Linked DNA regions of Arabidopsis thaliana: region 1 is linked to region 2. A link is a contact called in public capture Hi-C data. All regions are on one chromosome and are shown on one strand. The core of a region is the stretch at or near the end of the contact, and the rest is flanking DNA. Distances in the headings are between cores, read along the strand shown.

Evidence for each region. Capture Hi-C pulls out chosen DNA fragments and counts their contacts.
Region 1: a contact with region 2 is called in a capture Hi-C map of root, with 3 times the contacts expected there. The contact joins the promoter of AT5G25400 here to the promoter of AT5G24200 in region 2. A contact is called at or near these places in 3 of 26 Hi-C or Micro-C datasets (callus, root and seedling) and 3 of 3 other capture datasets (root, seedling and shoot).

Annotation. Positions count from the first base shown.
Region 1 is chr5:8,818,409-8,824,954 of TAIR10.1, forward strand. It overlaps AT5G25400 (Nucleotide-sugar transporter family protein), which reads left to right and starts at 4,768. Exons shown (of 1, transcript NM_122449.2): 1 at 4,768-6,231. The coding sequence starts at 4,875. The coding sequence ends at 5,924. It overlaps SHN3 (Integrase-type DNA-binding superfamily protein), which reads left to right and starts at 2,050. Exons shown (of 2, transcript NM_122448.4): 1 at 2,050-2,308; 2 at 2,844-3,654. The coding sequence starts at 2,229. The coding sequence ends at 3,333.
Region 2 is chr5:8,199,192-8,205,886 of TAIR10.1, forward strand. It overlaps AT5G24200 (alpha/beta-Hydrolases superfamily protein), which reads left to right and starts at 3,728. Exons shown (of 4, transcript NM_001343849.1): 1 at 3,728-3,943; 2 at 4,072-4,218; 3 at 4,618-5,239; 4 at 6,085-6,633. The coding sequence starts at 4,157. The coding sequence ends at 6,435. AT5G24190 (Lipase class 3-related protein) reads left to right here and starts at 566. Exons shown (of 2, transcript NM_122325.2): 1 at 566-910; 2 at 1,190-1,860. The coding sequence starts at 566. The coding sequence ends at 1,582.

The DNA of each region.
Region 1 (6,546 bases), core at 3,518-6,017, 620 kb after region 2:
AAACAATCGTGTGAAACGTCAATCGAATGTTAATAACTTTATATTAGTTTTTTACTATGAATTTGTGTTTTTTTAGAGTTTTAGAGATTGTGTGTTAAATTTAGTAACAAACTTACTTTCATGCTATTTATGAGAATTGCATATTTCTAGACCAATTTTTTATTATTATAATTCATATAATTATTCTTGAATTATTTATGTGCTATTTGTGAGAATTACCAATTTCTAGACCAATATTTTATTATTATTCATATAATTAAACGTTTATTGAATTATTTTAGCTCTAAAAAATATAATGAAATTTAGAATTGTTATAGAAACTTTAAATGACTCAAAACTGATCTTTGTTTTTTTGTCAACCACACATTAATTAAAAACTGATCTTTGTTAAACATCTAAATATTGAAAAACAAAAGGATTACCACCGCACCTATCCTGCATCGTCTTGTACCATTTGCATTCATCAGAGCCATTATATATTCATGTGGCTGTCACATCCTTATATACATTTCAACTTATAAATTTAATTTTGTACGTTTAGCAGATGTTGGTGAATTCATTTATTCAAGCTTAAGGTTTAACTCGTTCTTGTCTCCTTTAGGTTCATAACATTTAATGGACAACAACTACTCCAAATATCCGTGGACTTTACCACGCGACGCACCGACAATTCTCTAGCCTTTTCATTAATTGATCAGTAAAAACACTTCTATAATTTTAATTATTCTCAGAAATTTTAACCGGTAGTAACATAAACGTAGATGATCGAAAAAGATGAAATCGAGGTCTCTGTTTTGTGTCGAATTAATAGATCTATAAGAAATCAAACAATGAAAATTAAATAGATGAATGAAATATGTTTTGACGACGTTTTCACGTCACTGTTTAAGTTATCTGTTAGTAAAATTTGATAGCATTTAATTTGAATTGCTATGTAACTCGGAATAAATTCGACGGCAAGAGGTGTGGGATGTGATCAGTCTTCTAATTAAGTGTAATCTTTACAAAAAATCAGTATGAGTTAATACAGGTTTATAAATAGAAAGACATCTACAGTAAAACCTCTATAAATTAATAATGTTGGGACTGCAAAATTTTATTAATTTAGAAAGATTTTAATTTATCGATAAATTAATATTTATTAATTTATAGAGAGATTTTCGTAATTTAGTAACTTTTCAAAAATTTCTATAAAATTTTTTTCATTATAGAAAATATCTTTCAAAAATCAATTACAAGTAAATAATAATATCATGTTTAGAAAACAACACCAAAAGTTTTTGATAAAGTAAAATACTATAACTAAATTTAAATAAGAATAAATACAAATTTTAAGCAAAAAAATATTAGAATTATATTTCAAAATAATTTCTTACATATAATGTATATATAGTTGATATATTTATAAAATTATTAATTTATGATATTGATGGGACCATATATTTACATAAGATTTTTTAAAAAGTTATTATCTTATTAATTTATCGATTTGTGTCACTTTTTACACTGATCCCAACTCGGGACTGGAAGAATTTATTAATTTATAGAGGTTATTAATTTATCGAGTATTAATTTATAGAGGTTTAACTGTATATGAATAATTGAATACACATGGGACATCATTATAGTTACCTTAGTACGATTTTATGCATTTGGTTACCAAAATCCACTAGGCTTCGTAATTGGTTGTGGGTCAGTGTCCATTCGATAGTTTGCATTAGCGATAAACACTTAAAACAGTAAAACGTGATCTATTTTTAAACAATAACATTTCTTCTTATCAAATATTCACATAATTAATGAAGAAAAGAGACGAATTGATAGGCAATAAGAAATATGATCACTTGGTACCATTGTATGCATGGTATGAACTGACATCAAGTATTTGTACGTTGTAGGGTAATTATTAACATTGTAGAATGACAAGTATGATCAAATGGAAAAGGATTAGTTATATGTAGCAAAACTAGTATTTGTACTTGGACTATCTTGTCATGTAGTTTTCCTAACGCTATATATAATCCAATAACCCCATGACACGGAAGAGATAGGGGACATACAATAAATATCAGTAGAGAGGACGTGGGAAAAGCAGAGAGTTAAGTGAGTAGTTGGAGATAGAAAGATCAGAGACGAGGAATCTCTCTCCCACTCTCACTTTCTCTCCTATTCTTAGTTCGTGTCAGAAACACACAGAGAAATTAAGAACCCTAATTTAAAACAGAAGAATGGTACATTCGAAGAAGTTCCGAGGTGTCCGCCAGCGTCAGTGGGGTTCTTGGGTTTCTGAGATTCGTCATCCTCTCTTGTCAGTTCTCTCTCCCTCTCTATCTATTAATAGAGACAACAGTATAAATCTGTTTATGCAAGTCCATGCTATGAGTTAAGTTTACATTTTTGGTGTACGTGTAGGGCAGTTTTCTGATCATTGATTATATTTTCGAAGATTCATGCAAAGCTCTTATAATATCATGCATTTTTGTTTAAGTCGTTTTCCTTATTTTTTTCCAATTAAAAAACCCACGTTTATTAACATATACATATGTTGAGTATTTGTACTTTTTGTGTTGTATTTTGAAATTTTGAGTGTACATAAATTTAAATGCTTTGTCATATAATTGATACTGATGTATTTTCTATGTCTTAGTTGGATTATAGAAAATCATATAGCAAAGAATTGGGAAGGAACGAACACTACTCACTATAAACTTTCCTCAAAAAGAAAACGACCCAATTTATTATCAGTAACAATTTATAACAAATTTGTTGTGTGTTTGTTTTAGTACTTTGAAGTTTGAATAAAATGTGTGTTTTTTGCTTACGTAACTTATGTGAGCTATCAGGAAGAGAAGAGTGTGGCTAGGAACATTCGACACGGCGGAAACAGCGGCTAGAGCCTACGACCAAGCCGCGGTTCTAATGAACGGCCAGAGCGCGAAGACTAACTTCCCCGTCATCAAATCGAACGGTTCAAATTCCTTGGAGATTAACTCTGCGTTAAGGTCTCCCAAATCATTATCGGAACTATTGAACGCTAAGCTAAGGAAGAACTGTAAAGACCAGACACCGTATCTGACGTGTCTCCGCCTCGACAACGACAGCTCACACATCGGCGTCTGGCAGAAACGCGCCGGGTCAAAAACGAGTCCAAACTGGGTCAAGCTTGTTGAACTAGGTGACAAAGTTAACGCACGTCCCGGTGGTGATATTGAGACTAATAAGATGAAGGTACGAAACGAAGACGTTCAGGAAGATGATCAAATGGCGATGCAGATGATCGAGGAGTTGCTTAACTGGACCTGTCCTGGATCTGGATCCATTGCACAGGTCTAAAGGAGAATCATTGAATTATATGATCAAGATAATAATATAGTTGAGGGTTAATAATAATCGAGGGTAAGTAATTTACGTGTAGCTAATAATTAATATAATTTTCGAACATATATATGAATATATGATAGCTCTAGAAATGAGTACGTATATATACGTAAACATTTTTCCTCAAATATAGTATATGTGTTGTGATTCTAAGACTTGTAAACTGATATGGCCTACTGTTTAAAGAGTAGTTGATATTTTCTATTGAATTTGTGGACATGATATAATTACAGGAGATTAGTATAGTAGTCATTATGATACTTATGAAGGTACAAGTGGTAGGATGATAATTAATTAGTTTAATAAAGAATAATGAACATTAAATGTGAAAGAGATTTGCCACTTTTGTTAAACACATCTGCGAATCAGATTCTTGTGATTCGAATGTTAGTCCTACCTAGATTAAGAAAGGTTTTACTATTTTAACATGTTTACCTGGTTTGGGTAAAGTTCATGTCCTGTCCTATTCCGTCTTGTCCCGATCATGATAAACTTTATGAGCAATTCTTATAGAATTTTATTTTAAAATACTGATTTTTGATATTCAATTTTATTTGATTATTTTTTACTTAGGCATGTGATAAAGGCGATTTTGACTTAGTTTCACATACAAGTTTAAGTAAATTATCTTACATAACAAAAGAGATTCAAGTAAATAAATCTAAGCGGGCTAAAATTAATCAACTAGCTCAAGTTGAAACATTTTATCAAGTGAACCTCTTCCAAGTCTAGATAGCATCTCAAGTTTATATATGATATCATATCATGGACACACTTTGGATTTTGGATATTTTGTGTCGATGTTTAAACATCTTGTTTAGATATAAGGAGAGCATCTATTTTGACATAAATATTTAATAGGTTAAGTTGACGAATTTTGATATTTTGGATATTTTGATGCGGTAGGGTTATTTTATTATTTTTATTCTATTTTGACTGAGACGATTATATATAGATTACCGGCAATATTTTTGTTTTTTGGATACTTAAAATATAAATACTGTTATATATGTCTTCTAGATATTTTATATGAGAGGTCTAATAAGTTTTAAAAATACATAAATATGTAACTAATTAAATATTCATGTTATATCGAATAAAAATATTAGTATTCAACCGCACTATATCATTTATGTAAACATTGTTTCTCAAAAATGATTTAAAATCTTAAAACGGACACAAACACCAGGTATAAAGTTTTAACTAGTTATATTGGCTGGTTTAGAGTTAAATTACATTTTGTTAGTTCAGAATTTGACTGGTTTGGTCGTTTTAAAATTTAATTAATTTCGCTATTATTCTTTTTATTTTATTTTATTTATAACCGAAAACAATTATAAATTGGTGAATCACTTCCGTTACGTGTGAGTCTCTCTCTTTTAGTAAACTCTGAAAACGTTTTTTCAGGATCTCACCAAAATTCACAAACTTCGGAGAATACACCACCGTCTCCGCCGCAGAACCACCGTCGTAAGAGAGGCAAAAACATCACGAATATGGGTAAAGGTGGATCACTAAGCGAAGGCGTGATTAAGAACATAATCATCTCCTACACATACGTAGCAATATGGATCTTCCTAAGCTTCACCGTCATCGTCTACAACAAATATATCCTCGACAAGAAGATGTACGATTGGCCATTCCCGATCTCACTCACAATGATCCACATGTCCTTTTGCTCAACCCTAGCTTTTCTTCTCATCAAGGTCTTCAAATTTGTCGAACCGGTCTCAATGTCACGTGACACTTATCTCAGATCCGTCGTCCCGATCGGAGCCTTGTATTCACTCTCTCTTTGGCTCTCTAACTCAGCCTACATTTACCTCTCGGTCTCCTTCATTCAGATGCTCAAAGCGTTAATGCCAGTCGCCGTTTATTCAATTGGCGTGCTCTTCAAGAAAGAGGGTTTCAAATCTGAGACGATGATGAACATGCTTTCGATCTCATTTGGTGTAGCCATTGCTGCTTATGGCGAAGCTAGATTCGATGTTTGGGGTGTGATTCTCCAGCTTGGTGCTGTTGCTTTCGAGGCGACTCGTTTGGTAATGATTCAGATCTTGCTTACTTCTAAAGGAATCACTTTGAATCCTATCACTTCTCTTTATTACGTTGCTCCTTGCTGCTTAGCTTTCTTGTTTATCCCTTGGATTGTCGTGGAGTTTCCGATCTTGAGAGATACCTCTAGCTTCCATTTCGATTACCTCATTTTCGGGACGAATTCGTTCTGTGCATTTGCTCTGAATCTTGCTGTGTTTCTTTTGGTTGGGAAAACCTCTGCTTTGACCATGAATGTTGCTGGTGTGGTTAAGGACTGGCTCTTGATCGCCTTTTCGTGGTCGGTCATTAAGGACACAGTGACTCCTATTAATCTTTTTGGTTATGGGATTGCTTTCTTGGGAGTTGCGTATTATAATCACGCGAAGCTACAAGCATTGAAGGCTAAAGAAGCTCAGAAGACTGCTCAGCAAGTTGATGAAGAGACTGGTCGGCTTTTGGAAGAGAGGGAAGGAAATGAAGGTGGGAGGAAGAATGAGCCAGAGGATTAAAAGGTGAAGAATTGGATTTTGGTAAAACTTCAAATTTTTTTGTTTAACATACATTTGCTGGAATAAGAGCTTGAAGGTTATAGTAGATGCCAGAAATTTTTGGTTTTGATAATGAGAGACATAAGGGAATGGCATTTGGTCTAAGTGGTCTTGTTTAGTTCTTCCTATGTTACTATTTGCCTTAGCGGTGAATCCTGTGTTAGGTTCTGATCTATCGATACCCATATGAGAGTATCCTAGATAGTGAAAATTGTCTTTATCTTCTGTTCTTTTTTTTTTCTTTTCAAGTTCCTTCTTTTTAGTTTTGGCTGCCAATGGACTATATATATTGCGTGAATCATAAATAGTGCAGATTGAAAAAAAACAAAAACGATAGTGCATAATTTTTGCTATGAAGTTGATTACTATTTGCCTCGCAATAATACTTTTAGTAAATTTTGCAGTTGGAACATTTTGGATATTCATTGAAAATTTTAAAAAGTATACAGGTTGATCTTTATCGATTTTTCCATTATTTGTCTTTGAAGTTTTTAGTTTAAGGAAATAATTTGACAGTTAACTAACTAATTCCCCTTCACTATTATTAGTACGAAATAATAATATGTTTGTGGCCCAAACTCGT
Region 2 (6,695 bases), core at 2,478-4,977:
TTTGAATATAATTTAACATTAAATTTGAAAAAAGTATTAAAATTACTACTAAAATTTTATTTAAAATAAACATCAATAATAAATATTTCAGAAGAGACTAAATTCATTAAATGAATTGTTTTCAACTACATTGTGTTCATTTCCACTTTTTCTCTTATCATTTCGTTCTTATTATTATTTGATGATCACCACTCACCACCAATGTGTGGTAATAAAAAAAATACCAATACCTACTAGCTAGCTACTAAAAGATATATTGGTTTTGTTAAATAGGAACAATTCGTACCATCGAACTTCAGTGGCATCATGTTTGGTAAATGGAGTGTACTTATTGGAAGGGGACAGGCTTAAGAAAAGGGTACGTCGTCCCGATTCACTAGCCACGGCTTGGTGGGAATTTTTCCACTTCACTTTACTCGAAACCTTGATCGACGACGACCGCTCCATATATGGCGCCATTTTCGAATACGACCACTACAATCTTTACCAAAAAAACCCTAATTTGAAACCACCTCCACATTATGTTATTGCCTTCCGCGGCACGGTTCTAAAGGGAGAAACTTGGATGCCTGATGTGAAACTTGACATCCGATGCATCTTAGATAACCTCCATCAAGGCCCCAGGACTATCCACGCCATACAAGCTATCCGCGCTATGATTGACAAACACAGCGAATCAGCTATCTGGCTTGCTGGACACTCTTTGGGAGCCGCCCTAGTGTTGCTGGCCGGGAAGACCATGAAAATTTCTGGATTCCTTCTCGAGAGTTACATATTCAACCCACCCATCATATCTATTCCTCTAGAGCAGCTACCTGGCGGCGTTCTACTTAAAGGTGTGTTTCGAATCACCGAGAGCCTCGTCAAAGCTACTGCAGCTACTGTTACTATGGCCTTAACTGATCAACGGGTAAATATATAATCTTTTTAACGAATTTCAAATGTTTGATCATTTTTGGATAACGAATTCAATTAGCTATGGTGGTTTAGTCATTAAGAACTCATCTTGTTAGTCGAGGCCACGATATCAAGTTTTCCATGTTGGTCAAATTAGAAAATTATTACAAAAAAAAAACAACATTGTTGAAAATATTTCCAGTACTAGTTTATAGTTTATTTTCTTACGAGAACCTATATTGATACTTTTTTTTTTTTTGTAAATCAATACGGTTGTCTTTAACTATTACAGGTTCAAGAAGATTCCAAAACAGCATTGTGGATACCTTATTTATATGTGAATCCAGCAGATCCAATATGTGCAGGATACATTGATTACTTCAAACACAAAATCTTCATGTCTAAGATCGGAGCAAGCCACATCGAGAGAATCGGTTCTAGAAGCTCATTTAGAAATCCATGGACCCGAAGAATAGGAACATCATCATCATCATCATCACCACTGTCTGATTTGTCAATGGAACCTCTTCACCTTCTTCCATCAGCAGATATGACTGTAAACAAGAACAAATCGGCTTCGTCTATGGCAGCTCATGGGCTTCACCAATGGTGGGAGCAAGACTCCGTCCTAAGGAAAAATTGGAAAAACTGTTTGATTAGGCCCGATCCTGGAGACAAATCTTGAAGAGTGCATCAAATGATAAATTAGAGGGCCATATAATAAGGTTTTTTGTTTGGTTAAATTGATGTATGCCTCTTATTTATGTTCTGCTGATCGTTAGTTTGGAACACTCTATCTACCCTTTTCCATGGCACTATGGTTCGTTTCCGTTCATATCTTGTTTTTCTGTCTTTTCCATGTTTTGGAATCATTAATTGAACAAAAATGGATTGTGGTTGGATTTCAATTTTATTATGGCCGGTTTTGGTGAGATATCCGACCTTTAATGGTGTTATGTTTTGTAGCTTTTTCAATCATTTTGTTGTCAATTGCATTTCGTATTATATAGTTTAAAATAAAACAAACCATCATACTTAAATTTAAACAAATAAATATTTCTGATTAAGAATGTTTTTCCTAAATTCTATTTTACAATGTTTTTTTTTTTAAATTGAACTCCTTTAGTTTTGGTGTAAACAAATTAAATATAATCTTTATTTTAAATAGATTTGAAATATACCAAAACGCTTTCATTATCATTAAATATTTTGTTACGTAAACAATTTAAAAATTTATTGGCTCGGACAATCGGTTTCATATTTAAAATAACATATCCAGTCTATACCCAACATTTATATCGGGTCGAATTTAAGTTTTCATTCAATTTTAGATAAAAATATAGTATTTTGTGTTATATATTATATTTTTATTAATTTTATATACTAAGTCTAATTGAATATGAATTTGAGTTAAAAAAAATATATTTGGTTTGATTCTATACCTAAACTCGTATATCTTTTCAAATCGAAGATTGGATATGGTCATATGGACATGGTTCATCCGTTTTAAAAAAAATATTTGGTTTGATTCTATACCTAAACTCGTATATTTTTTCAAATCGAAGATTGGATATGGTCATATGGACATGGTTCATCCGTTTTCTTAAAAAAATTGTATGGTATACCCAAAAAATGTACAACTATATAGTCGTATTTCATTTTTTTCAAATGTGAACTGCGAGTAAATTATCTGCTGAATGAGTGTTAAGGTATATAGCGTGATTGATTGCCAAAGTCAAAGAAAATATGCACCGTTCATTTGTGCTGCGAGCACAGCCATTATATACAAATTAAACCATGTGATCCCTTAAAAAAAGAGACGTGGAGATCTCTCCCCCGTACTCATGTTGCTTACCATGGATAATAGGAACAAATATAATTTTAGAAAAATAACTTGTTTTTTTTTTGTCTAGGTTATTTTAGTCGACGATTTAGTCAAAATTCATTACAATTTAAAAAATATATAAGTAAATGTTATATAAAATTTGCAAAAGGAATAAAAGTAGACGTACGTCCAGAGAAATCGTTTTCTTTGTGTGGTGTGACTGACTGTGTCAGTGTGTGTTTGGTATTTGTTTAATTCTCGGTTGTTTTTATTTTGTTTTTCTAAAAGCATATATATGAAGATGATGCATGCACGAATTAAAGCATATATGAAGATGTTGTTATAACATACATTACCTTGGTGAAGTATGTAAGGGCTTACCCCAGACAAAAAAAAAATGTATAATGTATTTGCTTTAATTCTTCACATTTACTTTTATATTAATTTTCTTAAGACTCTATAATTTGTAAAAAATTCAAAAAATCCACAAAACTATCCCTACAAAATATTTAAAAAGTGTATGAAACTTATTCTTAAGTTTTAATTTGAAGACTGATTTTAAATCAGTGTTTAGGAAGACTCTAGTTATATATGAAATTTACATTGGAAGACTTTTTGAGTCTTCCCAAATGATACATTTGGTTTCAATACGAAGACGCCTAGAAAGTCTTTCCAAATGATATTTTTTTCAAAGATTTTAGTAGTAATTATTATTGAAATATGTTTTAGAAAATTATCATAGATTTAAATAACAACACATTAAATGATCTTTCCAGGTACTTTCCCAAAGTATTTAACAGTTTCCATATGCTTTCTCAATCACCTTAGCTTTATTTCAACTCAAATATCTTCATGGGAAATTTACCGACAATTTCCTATTTGTTTTGTATTCCTATTCGTTTTGTTAAAAAGAAAAGAGGAAATTGTTGTGGAAATTTGTGGCTAAATTCCCCGTGGAGATACACAAGACATATTTAATATTTATCTTCCTCCTTTATTTTTTGTATATCTTGACAATTTTTATTTCTAGAGAAAACAACAATTCCTCTCATTGATCATATAAATAGATGACTTAGAGTTAGAACAATCACAATGAATTTTTAAAACTAGCTCAAATGTCTTTCTCTTCAGGTTGATCATCAACCTGTGTTTGTTTTTGGTTGGTTTCGTCAGTAGCTCTCTCACTTCACTCACAAAGTGAAACCAGTTACAAAACCAGGGGTACTTGATATTTTTGTATTTACAGCTATATCATTGTATCTATCATACACTTTAATTATTTTAATTTTATGTTTTAGTTAATTACTATATACTTTTATTGTTAGTTACATCACCTTTTTCGTATGTAGTATGAATGGATACCATTCTAACATGTAAGTGATAAAAAGAAGAAGAAGAGAAGACGGTGAAAGTGTGAATTAGGAGGAGCTGCTGATGGCCTCACGCAGAGAGATTTTTAGCTTTTCTGGTCCCCCTCCAATTCCCTCTTTTGACTGGTAAATATGCAGTTTCATTTTATATCTTCCCTTCCAAAATAATATTGATTATGGATTCTTTTTTGCCCTTTTTTTTTTTTTAAACAAAGAGTAGATGATTACATTGATCACGAATTATTACTCAAATATCGCAAATTCGATTTAGATACCATTATTTTTTTAACAGAACAAAAATCTGAGAGACAAAAATAATTAATTGACTGTACAAATATATTGATACCACTTCATCCGATGGTTTTTTATTGGTTCTTTTTTCTTTTGACTTCGACATACTTTTGCATGTGTCTTTCAACATTAAATTCAAGTAATATTTCTTAATGATGACACAAACAAAATAATATACATATCTACTCGATGATTCTGTGGTGTATATACTGTAATTGGTTTGTTTTTCAATAGGAACAATTTGTACCACCGAGCGTCATTGGTATCATGTTTAGTGCAAGGAGTGTACACAATGGAACGAGATAGGCAACAAAACCGGTGTGGTTCTGACTCAAAAGCTAGACCTTGGTGGGCGTTTTACAGGTTCACTTTATACCAACAACTTAGGGACGCATTAGATGGCTCCATATACGGGGCCGTTTTCCAGAACGACATCAATTACCAGAATACTCCCAACTCGATAGTACCTCCACGTTACATTATTGCGTTACGTGGAACGATCTTAAGCCCACAAACTATGGCTTGTGATGTTCAGCTTAACATTCGTATCGCCTTCGAGAACCTCTACCGCGGGGGTAGATTTGTGCAGGCCATTCAAGCAATGCAATATTTTGTGGCCACATATGGAAACACAGCTATCTGGATCGCTGGACACTCTCTAGGAGCTGGCCTTGCACTACTCGCGGGGAAGATCATGGCCATGTATGGATGCCCTGTCGAGGCTTACATCTTCAATCCACCTATCTCCTTGATTCCTCTAGAGCAGCTAGTGGAGAGTGAGGATCTTAAATGTGCGGTCCGACTCGCTAGGGATATCCTCAAAGCCGGCATAGCAAGAGTCCTAGACCTTAATGAGGTATCAAATCTTCATAATACTTATGGTACTTCACAAATAATACTATCTCCCAAATAATATGGGGGGATTGACACAAATGGCACTAAAAAACTTTATTATTCCAAAAATGATACTTTGTTTTGAAACTTCCAAAAATATCATATAAAGTTTTTAATCATTTATATATTAATTAAATAATAAAGTTTTTTATTACTATTTGTATCAATTCCCTAAATAAAAATGAGAGCAACCACTAATCTAATATTAAATTGAATCAAAAAAAAATTAAATATTGGAAATATATACCCTAAATTGGAAATAAAAAAAACCCAAATATAATAATACAAACTAATTTTAAAATGAAAAATCTCTTTTAAATGGTGAAAATATATACCCTAAATTGGAAATAAGAAACCCAAATATAATACCATCAACTAATATTAAAATAAATCAAAATTTCTTTTAAATAGTTGAAATATATACCCTAAATTGGAAATACAGAATCCAAATATAATATTTTAAATTTCTAATTTATTTTGGTTGAATAGATTTTATATAAAATTGTGGTATTATTATTGTTCATAAAACTTGTTTTACTGTTACTTTAAGGAATTTTTCAAATAATTATTTGAATGCTATTTATGTCTTAAAAACTTTTTAATGTTATTTTTTTCTAAAAAACTTAAAAGTGTGCTATTTGTGGGAATTTCTCAATAATATAATACCTCACAAATAATGTCCCCCAACCATATAAAATTTTCAATAAAATAACCATTAAAGCTAGATATTGAAATTGTTAATAGGTTTGCCTTTTCTTACAAGAAACTTGATCACCTCTTGATACACTTATCTTGAATTATATACAGGGTCACGAAAGCCATCTATTTATGAATCTAGCTTCCTGGAGACCTCATTTGTTTGTGAACCAATCAGATCCAATCTGCTCAGAATATATTGGCTATTTCAATCATAGAGGCGATATGAATGAGCTGCAACTGGGTAGGATCGAGAGGTTGGCTAGATACTCAATTAGGAGAATATTGTTCGGAGGAGGAGAAAGTTCGTCGTCGTATTCTTCAGAAGAACATCTTCATTTTCTTCCGTCGGCCATCGTGATGGTGAACACAATCATATCACCGGATTTTCAGACAGATCATGGGATTCATCAATGGTGGAATCCTATGCTTGGACAGTTTTCATACCAAATTATAGCATGACTTGCGCTTAATTTCATCGCTTCAGTTATTTTCTTTTCAGTTGAATCTTCTATACAAATATTGTAAGGTTTTTTTGCTTCATGTCACATCAAACTTTTTTTCAGCATTTTATTTTCAATTGGATTACTTCCCGAATATACTTTATTTGATTAACATTATTCTTCTATTAATTAACTTTACTTACCTAGTAGTAATTTGTTAAATAGGATATGTTCAAATTTACCAACTAGAAATATATAAGCAACATATTTCCAGTGAAT